2 separate regions of the Danio rerio genome follow, and region 2 is linked to region 1. Evidence: chromatin contacts called from public Micro-C data. All regions are on one chromosome and are shown on one strand. Each heading gives the region's core, a stretch centred on a gene start, on an enhancer-like site or on the middle of the called end of the contact. The rest is flanking DNA. Distances are from core to core; before and after follow the strand shown. Region 1 holds the start of alyref (Aly/REF export factor). Region 2 holds the start of si:ch211-110e21.3.

Evidence for each region. A called contact is a pair of places that touch in the nucleus more often than the background predicts.
Region 2: a Micro-C map of caudal fin shows a contact between it and region 1, with 1.8 times the contacts expected there. The contact joins the promoter of si:ch211-110e21.3 here to the promoter of alyref in region 1. A contact is called at or near these places in 1 of 18 Hi-C or Micro-C datasets (caudal fin) and 2 of 4 datasets of contacts at active chromatin or transcription factors (embryo and gastrula embryo).

The regions. Positions count from the first base shown.
Region 1 is chr3:64,692,415-64,697,101 of GRCz12tu, forward strand. alyref (Aly/REF export factor) reads left to right here and starts at 2,708. Exons shown (of 6, transcript NM_001105108.1): 1 at 2,708-3,077. The coding sequence starts at 2,817.
Region 2 is chr3:64,820,485-64,825,171 of GRCz12tu, forward strand. si:ch211-110e21.3 reads left to right here and starts at 2,784. Exons shown (of 3, transcript NM_001302615.1): 1 at 2,784-2,931. All of the region lies in intron 7 of recql5 (RecQ helicase-like 5), which reads right to left.

The DNA of each region.
Region 1 (4,687 bases), core at 1,458-3,957:
CCAGGCTTTACTCATTTGAAAGATATATTGAGGAATGCTTGAAAAAGCAGCCATTGACTTTCATTGTATTTCTTGTTCTTATTATGGAAGTCAACATTTTCACCATTCTTCAAAGTATCTTCTTTTGTGTTCAACAGAAAAAAAATACACCTGTAATGGTTGGGAACGCTTGAAAATGAGTAAATAGTGAATAAATGTTCATTTTTGGGTGGCTATCTCTTTAAGCAGTTTAGTAGATGGATGCATTTAGTACAATTTATGTCTTGGCAAACAATGAATGGCAAGCATCAAAATCATGGTTCAGTCATTTGATATGAATGAAAGATATATGAAATAATAATGTTTAAACTAAAGCTTTCGCATTTGCCATCCGCATTTAAACTCGACATGATCTACATTTTGGAAACCCTCAATATGGTCCGTTTTTATTGGTTAATGCTGTGAAAGATGCACTTTAGGTAAGCTCATGACATAATGATCCCATTCTCACTACTCTGTAGATCAGTGGTTCTCAAACTTTTTTCATCAAGGACCACCTCAGAAAACAGTTGTCTCTCCAAGTACCACCATACAGAGCAGTATTGAAGTACAGTAGCATAGTTGGCCCAGTAAAGCAGCTACAGGTTTGCACAGTTCAAAAATGTGGCAGATTAATTCCTACTATTAAGAATATTTATTATTGTCAGTCACAATGTTCACAATAGTCTGAACATTAACACTGTACTGGGCTTATTTGTAAAAAAGAAAAAAAAAACTAAAAAACTTCAGCATTTAAATCAAAATGTTCGTTTAAAAGTTAAAAATAGTAGGTTACTGTTCTTAATTTGTTTTTGTTTTAAATCCTGTACTTAAAGGTAAAGAACACCTGGAAATGTTGTCTGGATCTCAGAAATATAGGCTATATGTCATCATATATTTAAATAAAAAACCCTTTTGGATATATTTTGAAATATATGTAGCATGTACATATGACATATTTGATTCCTCCACGTACCACTAGAAGGAAGCCCGTAGATAATACCACTCCACAAGACGTAAATCTTTCTCAGAAGCTCTTATTAAACATTATACTTATGCTACATGTCTTTTCATAAATTTGTACATGGTGGGTACCTATTTAAAATATGCAGACAATATGCAGGTTTAGGTCAGGGCTGTGGGCAGCCATTTTAATGTTTTCAGCTTCGATGAACTGCTTTCATTAAATGTAATTAAAATATTCTTGTTTATGTTCTTTTGTTTGTTTGTTTTGCCAAAGGATATCACTAGTCCCTCACACTGCGATCTTGATAATCTTTTCTTCAGTCTCTTCCACAGTTTTATTCAGGTTTAGGTCAGGGCTGTGTGCAGCCATTTTAATGTTTTCAGCTGCAATGAACTGCCTCCATTAAATGTAATTTAGATATTCTTGTTTTTGTTTCTTTGTTTGTTTGTTTGTTTTGCCACAGGATATCACTAGTCCCTCACACTGTGATCTTGGTGATGTTTTCTTAATTCTCGACCACAGAGTTTCATTCAGGTTTAGGTCAGGGCTGTGGGCTGCTATTTTAATGATTTCATCTTGGATGAACTGCTTCGATTTATGTTATTTTAATATTCTTGTGTTCATTATTTGGTTTGTTTGCCACAGGACATTAATAGTCCCTCACACTGTGATCTTAATAATCTTTTCTTCAGTCCCTTCCATAGAGTTTCATTCAGGTTTAGGTAAGGACTGAGAGCTACCATTACAATGTTTTCAGCATCGATTAACTGCTTTGATTAAATGTTATTGAAATATTCTTGTTTTTGTTTGTTTGTTTGTTTGTTTTGCAACAATACATCAGCAGTCCCTCATACTGATTGGTTATTAACATTCATGAGTTTCTTCTGTTGAACATAATGATAGTTTAAAGAAAGCTGAAAACCTGTAACCATCGACATCCATAGTAGATTTCCAGCTTTCCTCAAAATATCTTTTGTGTTCAAACAAAAACTCAAAGAAAACGTTGAATCAAGTGGAGAAGACTCAATGATTCATTCATTCATTTTTTTGTCAGCTTAGTCCCTTTATTAATCCAGGGTCGCCGCAGCAGAATGAACCGCCAACTTATCCAGCACGCAGCGGATGCCCTTCCAGCCGCGACCCATCTCTGGGAAAGGACTCAATGATGACAATTTTAATTTTGAGTGAACTATCCCTTTAACAAGGGCTGTTCCCATTCATCGAATCTTTAGTTTTAGCTTACCGCTAGCTAGCATGTTTGAATTTTGAATAAAGAAGGTTAATAGGAGATAATGTCCATGTAAACATGAGACAACCTAAATATACCATTTTAGAAAGAACATATGCAAAAATTTACTTCACTGCCCAATATCTCTAATTTGAAGGCTGGTTTAAAAAAGTTTTTTGAAACTCTTAAAGGACTTTTAAATCGAAAAGCAACCAAAACTGCACTCCATACATACATATACTTCAAAAACTAAACCCTCTCTCGTTTTCATTTCTTTGTAGTTGAATTTTATTTACATATCTTATTTCTCTTCCATAATGTGAATAACTTGATTGTAATATTTGATATGCTTTCGATTGTAAAATCTTCAGCATATATAATTAAAAAAAAATTATAACTTCGCTCATTTCGGTCATTTCAACCGGAAGTTGTCGACTCTCCAAACCTACGTCATCAGCTTGCCGCTATAAACTTGGCTCCGGCGGCACTGCGTTGTTTCCTCTCGTGCGAGTGAGCGGTAGTGCAGGGACAGTGTAGTACTTCATCCGTGCTGATTTAGTGTTTTAGCTAACTGCAGTGTTTAGCGTTAACAAAGGCCAGACAATGGCAGACAAGATGGATATGTCCTTAGACGACATCATCAAGCAAAACAGACAGCGCGGGGGTGGAGGCGGCCGCGGAGGGAGAGGAGGCCGCGGGGGGCGCGGAGCCACAACCGGCGGCGGCCGCGGAGGAGGTGGCGGCGCCAGCGGACGGCTCGGAAATACAGGCGGAGGATTTGGAGGCCGCGGCGGGGGTTCGGGCCCCATGAGGAACCGCCAGAACCTGAGCCGCGGAAGAAGCAGACCGACACCGTACAGCAGGGTAGGAGAAAGCGGAGAAAATCATGGGCGCATCCACATGCCTGGGTGAAGTCCCGTTTTTTGTCTTTCTAGGCTGCCAGCAAACATGGCGGCTAGCTCGCTGTTCATGCCCCTGGAGCTCTCCTCCGGGAGTGTAGATCGGGCAAGCTCGGTAGATATATATTGTGCTTAATCTGTTCTCTCCCTAAGCCCATTGTCTCGCCATGATCTCCAAACATCCCCGGGCGGCTTTGTGGATCTCCGGTCCCGCGACGCCATTTTGGAGATGCTCCCATTCAGCGTAACCTTACGCTTTCTTTGTTTTCGACACCATCCAACGCTCTCGTCTCTTCACGTGGTCTACTTTGGCTGTTGAGAAGATCCTCTCAACCTGTATGTGTTTTTGTGCTTTTCAACCACTTTTGGTCCTCGCTGGAGTCTGGCTTTTGTTTGGGAGGGGTTTTCATGGTCGAATATCCTTGAAAGCAGAAAGATAGTTGCGTAATGTCGGAGCCAAAGAGGATTAACAGACTTTTTCCCACATCTTTGTCCTCCACTGAAGGTGAAATGCGATGAAAGTGAAGATTCTCCTCTTCTAATAATTAATCTGAGCTTAGTGAGGGCTTTATTTATATAAGCGCGTCAAAATGGCGTGGCTTCAAAATGGACGCTCCAAAGAGGCTTCAGATGCCGACCAGCCATGGACATTTTTTGATCGCCTTGCGTTATTTTTGGACTTTAATGAGCTCCTCTTCGACGGGGAACCCGAGGAACGTCAAGATTCAGCCATGGAGGCCTGCTGGAGTCGTGTGGAGTGAACGGCAAGAGACTCTTGGGTTGATAGTGGCCTGTTCACTGGCTGCGAGGAGGGAGGGAGAGCACTGGGGGATTCTGCTGTTAGCAGCAATAGCACACAACGCATTCACTCCCTAAAACATGCTGTTTTAAATGTTTAGGCCTTTAAATTAACCCTCTGGTTTTACAACTTTTTTTCCAAAGTCAATTTTAGGGTTGCACGGTTTACCGGTACTGTGGAAGTATCACGATACTATCGCTCCAAAATAATGGCGGTGCCATTGTAGTTTGTAAACGCTAGTATCGTCATTAACGGTCTATCTACAATACATGTTGCATGTGGAAAACTCACTAAAATGCTCACCATTTTAAGTCCGTAGAGCCCATTAAGGTTACACGTTTTCAGACGTTTTAAACGCACACCTAAATCAGTTCATTTCTGTTCTTGAAAATAAACCACATGAAATTTTGAATTACTTTATCTGATAAAAGTGGGGAAAAAATAGATGAAAACCCCAGAATAGCAACAAGAAACATTGAAAAACTTTTGACCACCTCGTATAGCCTAATTTTGTTGGAAAAATGCTTTTTATACATATATATATATATATATATATATATATATATATATATATATATATATATATTTATTTATATTTGTATTTGTTTGGTATAATCTTTGTATTTTTGTTGGTCAGTTTTCTACAAAAATTATGAACAAATTTTAGGTGAAGCGCAAATAATACTTTTCAACAATAAGGGAATTCTGAATTAAATTTAAGTAGGCCTATTATAACATGTAAAATTTAGTGTTTCCAACTATTTTCTTTGTAATTT
Region 2 (4,687 bases), core at 1,534-4,033, 130 kb after region 1:
TTGCAACCCTAACCAAACATGCCTGTCTGTAATTATCAAGTGCTGCTTCAGGTCCTCATTAATTGGTTGAGGTGTAATCAGGGTTGGAGCCGAATTCTGCAGGAAGGCAGTTCTACAGGAGCAGGGTTCGTGACCCCTGCACTAGGCTATCAGAACCATGCTCCAAATCCTAACTAGTCAGAATAGGGCATAGTCTCGAGCACAATTCCTGAAGGGCCGCAGCTCTGCACAGTTTTGCTCCAACCCTAATTAAACACACCTGATCAAACTAATCGAGGTGTTCCAGGTAGTCTTGAACACCTTGATTAGTTGGATCAGGTGTGTTTGATCAGGGTTGGAGCAAAACTGTGCAGAGCTTTGGCCCTCCAGAAATTATGTTCGAGACCTATGCCCTATTCTGACTAATTAGGATTTGGGGCATCCTAAGCAGGACATCCTAATTAAAATTCAGCTCTCCAGGAACAGGGTTGGTGACCCTTGGCCTAGTGTAAGTACACCCTTAGTTCACATTTGATTAATGCAATGCTGTATCTGAATTCTAGACTCTACACCTGGTTTTAAGTTGAGGAACACTTCTGCTGGTCACTATATGACTTCATTGTAAGAGTGAGAAACCTGTGAGAAACTCAGTTGGTAAAGTGAGTCAATTATAACTCATTCGTTCATTTGTTTTCTGGTGAAGTTCGCTTTCGATGAAGAACAGAAGGTGTTTCTCAGTAAATATTAGTGCACACACACATGCAGTGTGAAGTTTAAAATAGACCTGTGTGCTTCTCACTTCACAGACCACTGGGTTTCAGGTTTCAGAGTCTGAAATAGCTGGTATGGCAGAGGGAGAGAGGCAGAAATCCCCCCAAAATACATTTACATGGCCTGACACACAAAGACCCTCTGTGTGCCAACACTGACGCCCACAACCAGAGTCCAACCAGAGCCGTATTCCTGATCATCCAAACACACTTACTGATGTGCTCTTGAGGCTACAACAGAGCAAAGTTTCTTTTTTTCTCAAAGTAAACACTGGATGTCTTCACAAAACCAGGAACTTTGAGGTAAACAAATGCTGAAACATTAACTATAAAAAAAATACTGAACAAATGCAGAAAAAAAGGAAAAGTGTCATGCTTTCAAACAGCCTGTTCACACTTATTAAGTGTGAAAGTTTGTTCTGTTTGGCAGAAAGAGCACTATAAATACACTCAGCATTTTTGAGCCACACTTTACCATAAAAACTAAACCGTCTTAAAGCCATTTTAAAGGCTACAATCATAGACTGGTGCCAAAAGAGCTGCTCTGAGTATTTCAAAAACTGCTGATTTAAAGAGATTTTCACAAACAACCATCTTTAGGGTTTACAGAGAATGGTCTGAATAAGAGGAAATATCGAGTGAGCGGCAGTTCTGTGGGCGCAAATGACTTGTTGATGTCAGAGGAGAATGGCCAGACTGGTTCCAGCTGATAGAAAGGCAACAGTAACTCAAATAAGCACTCGATACAACCGAGCTCTGCAGAAGAGCATCTCTGAACACACAACACGTCTAACCTTGAGGCGGATGGGCTACAGCAGCAGAAGAGCACACCGGGTGCCGCTCCTGTCAGCTAAGAACAGGAAACTGAGGCTACAATTCACACAGGCTCACCAAAACTGGACAATAGAAGATTGGAGAAACGTTGCTGCTCTGATGAGTCTCCATTTCTGCTCACACATTCGGATGGTCGGGGCAGAGTTTGGCCTCAACAACATGAAAGCATGGAGCCATCCTGCCTTGTATCAGTGGTTCAGGCTGGTGGTGGAGGTGTAATGGTGTGTGGGGATTTTCCTGGCACACTTTGGGCTCATTAGTACCAATTGAGCATCAACGCCACAGCCTACCCGAGTATTGCAGCTGACCATGTCCATCCCTTTATGAGCACAGTGTCTCCATCTTCTGATGGCTACTTCCAGCAGGATACACACCAAGTCATAAAGCTGAATCCTCTCAGACTGGTTTCTTGAACATGACGATGAGTTCACTGTACTCAAATGGCCTCCACAGTCACCAGATCTCAATCCAATAGAGCAGCTTTGGGATGTGGTGTAATGGGAGATTGGCATCATGGATGTGCAGCTGACAAAACCACAGCATGTGTGAAGCTATCATGTCAATATGGAGCAAAATCTCTAGTCATAAAACAGGTTTCATATGCAAACTATTGTTTTAATTTTTGTGAATATACAGTTTTCTCACTCTCTCTCTCTAATGGAAATGCTCATTATGGGAGGAGATGTTATTCTTTGAACTGTTTATTGCAGTAAATAAGTATTTTATAGTATGTAAATGTAAAGAAGAATGTATTTACTTACTGTGTATTTGTAAAGAAATTAAAAATAACTTTGTTTTTGTTTTGTTGATTTCAATAATGCATATCATTCAAATGCAAATTCTCTCACTCACTCACTCACTCACACACACACAAACAATTTCTATCTCACAGTCACACCCCACACACACACACACACACACACACACACACACACACACACACACACACACACACACACACACACACACACACACACACACACACACACACACACACAGTATAATTGCTCTCTTCTAACACAAAACAGTCTTTTTCAGAGGTCCCATTAAGACAAAGGAGGATAAAAAAAAATCTGTCTCCACTGTGAATTGAGGGGAGGAGAAAAGACAGAGCTGAAAGAAAAGAGGGAGGAGACCAACACGGTAAACACACAGGGAGAGAAAAAGAGAGAGAGAGAGAGAGAAGTAAAAGTGCACAGTTCAGTTATCATAGAGTCGCTATACTGGTAAAGTCAAACAGCGGAGGACAAACACACACAGCATGACACACACAAACACCACTTCAACAACAACTGCCTGACGGGACAGAGCTGAAACACACATATGCACACAAGTAAGAGGAGTTGAGGTAAGAGAGCTTTAACATCTGTTTCTCTCTATGTGTGTGTGTGTGTGTGTGTGTGTGTGTGTGTGTGTGTGTGTGTGCCTGTGAGAGTTCATGTTTGAGTGTGTGTGAGAGTGTGTGCATGTGTTTGTGTGTTCATGCAAGCGTGTTTGTGTGTTTATGTGGAAAAAGGCAACAAATCAACATAAACTGGAGGTGATAACGGCATGGTAATTTTATATTACGATTATAGTGACTAAAACGATCATGATTTTCAACATTATTAGCGCAGTGATGAAAAATTCACAGCACCAAGTGTTTTGTTAGCCTAAACTGTAGCTTTACCCTGCTGAAAAATCCAGCTTAAACCAGCCTAGGCTGGTTGGCTGGTTTTAGCTGGTCAACCAGGCTGGTTTAAGAGGGGTTTTGGCCACTTCCAGGCTGGTTTCCAGCATTTTCCAGCCTGGTCTTAGCTTGTCAGGCTGGAAAATGACCAGCTAAATCCAGCTTGACCAGCCTAGCCAGGCTGGGAGCCCAGCCAAAACCAGCTATGTCCAGCTTAAAACAGGTTGGTCAAGCTGGTTTTACCTGGATGTAGCTGGTTATTTTCCAGCCTGACCAGCTAAAACCAGGCTGGAAATGGCTGGAAACCAGCCTGGAAGTGGCCAAAACCCCTCTTAAACCATCCTGGTCGACCAGCTAAAACCAGCCAACCAGCCTAGGCTGGTTTAAGCTGGATTTTCTAGCAGGGTAACGATGCTAGCTAGATTTTAGATTAATAAAAACTGTTAAAAACAAAGCTATTACAAAACACTACACCTCACATTTCATCAGACACCATTTTAAAGAGAAATCATGGGTTGAAAAAGTCAATATTTACATAATACATTTAATAATTAGCCAGACATTTTATCTGAAAGCTCGATGATGACAATTTCTAGTGAGTCTATTGATTCCATAAATTATACAGACTTATTGTTAGAAGCTCTGGTTTTATTATTAATAGGCTAAGTTAATTTATTATAATCTTGTTATTCACTCCAAGAACAAACTATAAAGAACTATACTGTTTATATCACACAATAAAACATGTACTAAAAGACTTTAAAAAGACGATCTAAATGAAGATGTAACTCCGCCCTCTGACTGTAGGAGGCGCTTGCGGAACAAAACTGCGCTGTTGCCGTGGTTACCGCAGTACAAGAGATAAACACTGCTTTATTCTCCTTTATACTGAGGTAAGAGGAAAAGAAAACACCATCTCTGACATTTAGTTCCCTTCACAAACATGTTAATGTGATTCATTTATTCATATGTCATAGTATTTACCTCAGCAATCAAGTCTAAAATACCTCACGGTCGATTTCCTTCAAGTCTTCGTTCAAAACAAAACCAATTCTTCTGCGCCTGCGCAAAATTTAACGGCTTTGTTTACACTTTAATCGATATGGTTTTGATTATAATGCAAAATGTTAACACTAAAGTCATGTTTCATTAAATAAATCATGAAGGGAGGTTCATAAATGCGGTGAAATATTACCGTTTTGTTCTCCTTTACATTGAGGTAAGATGAAAAGAAAACTCTATACTTTATATTTAGGTCTCTTCAGAAACACATTCATGCGAGTCATTCATTCATGGCTCATATTATTTACCTCAGCAATCTGGTCTACAGGTTGTAAAATACCTCACGGTCGATTTCCTTCAAGTTTTCATTCATTCATTCATTTTCTTGTCGGCTTAGTCCCTTTATTAATCCGGGGTCGCTACAGCGGAATGA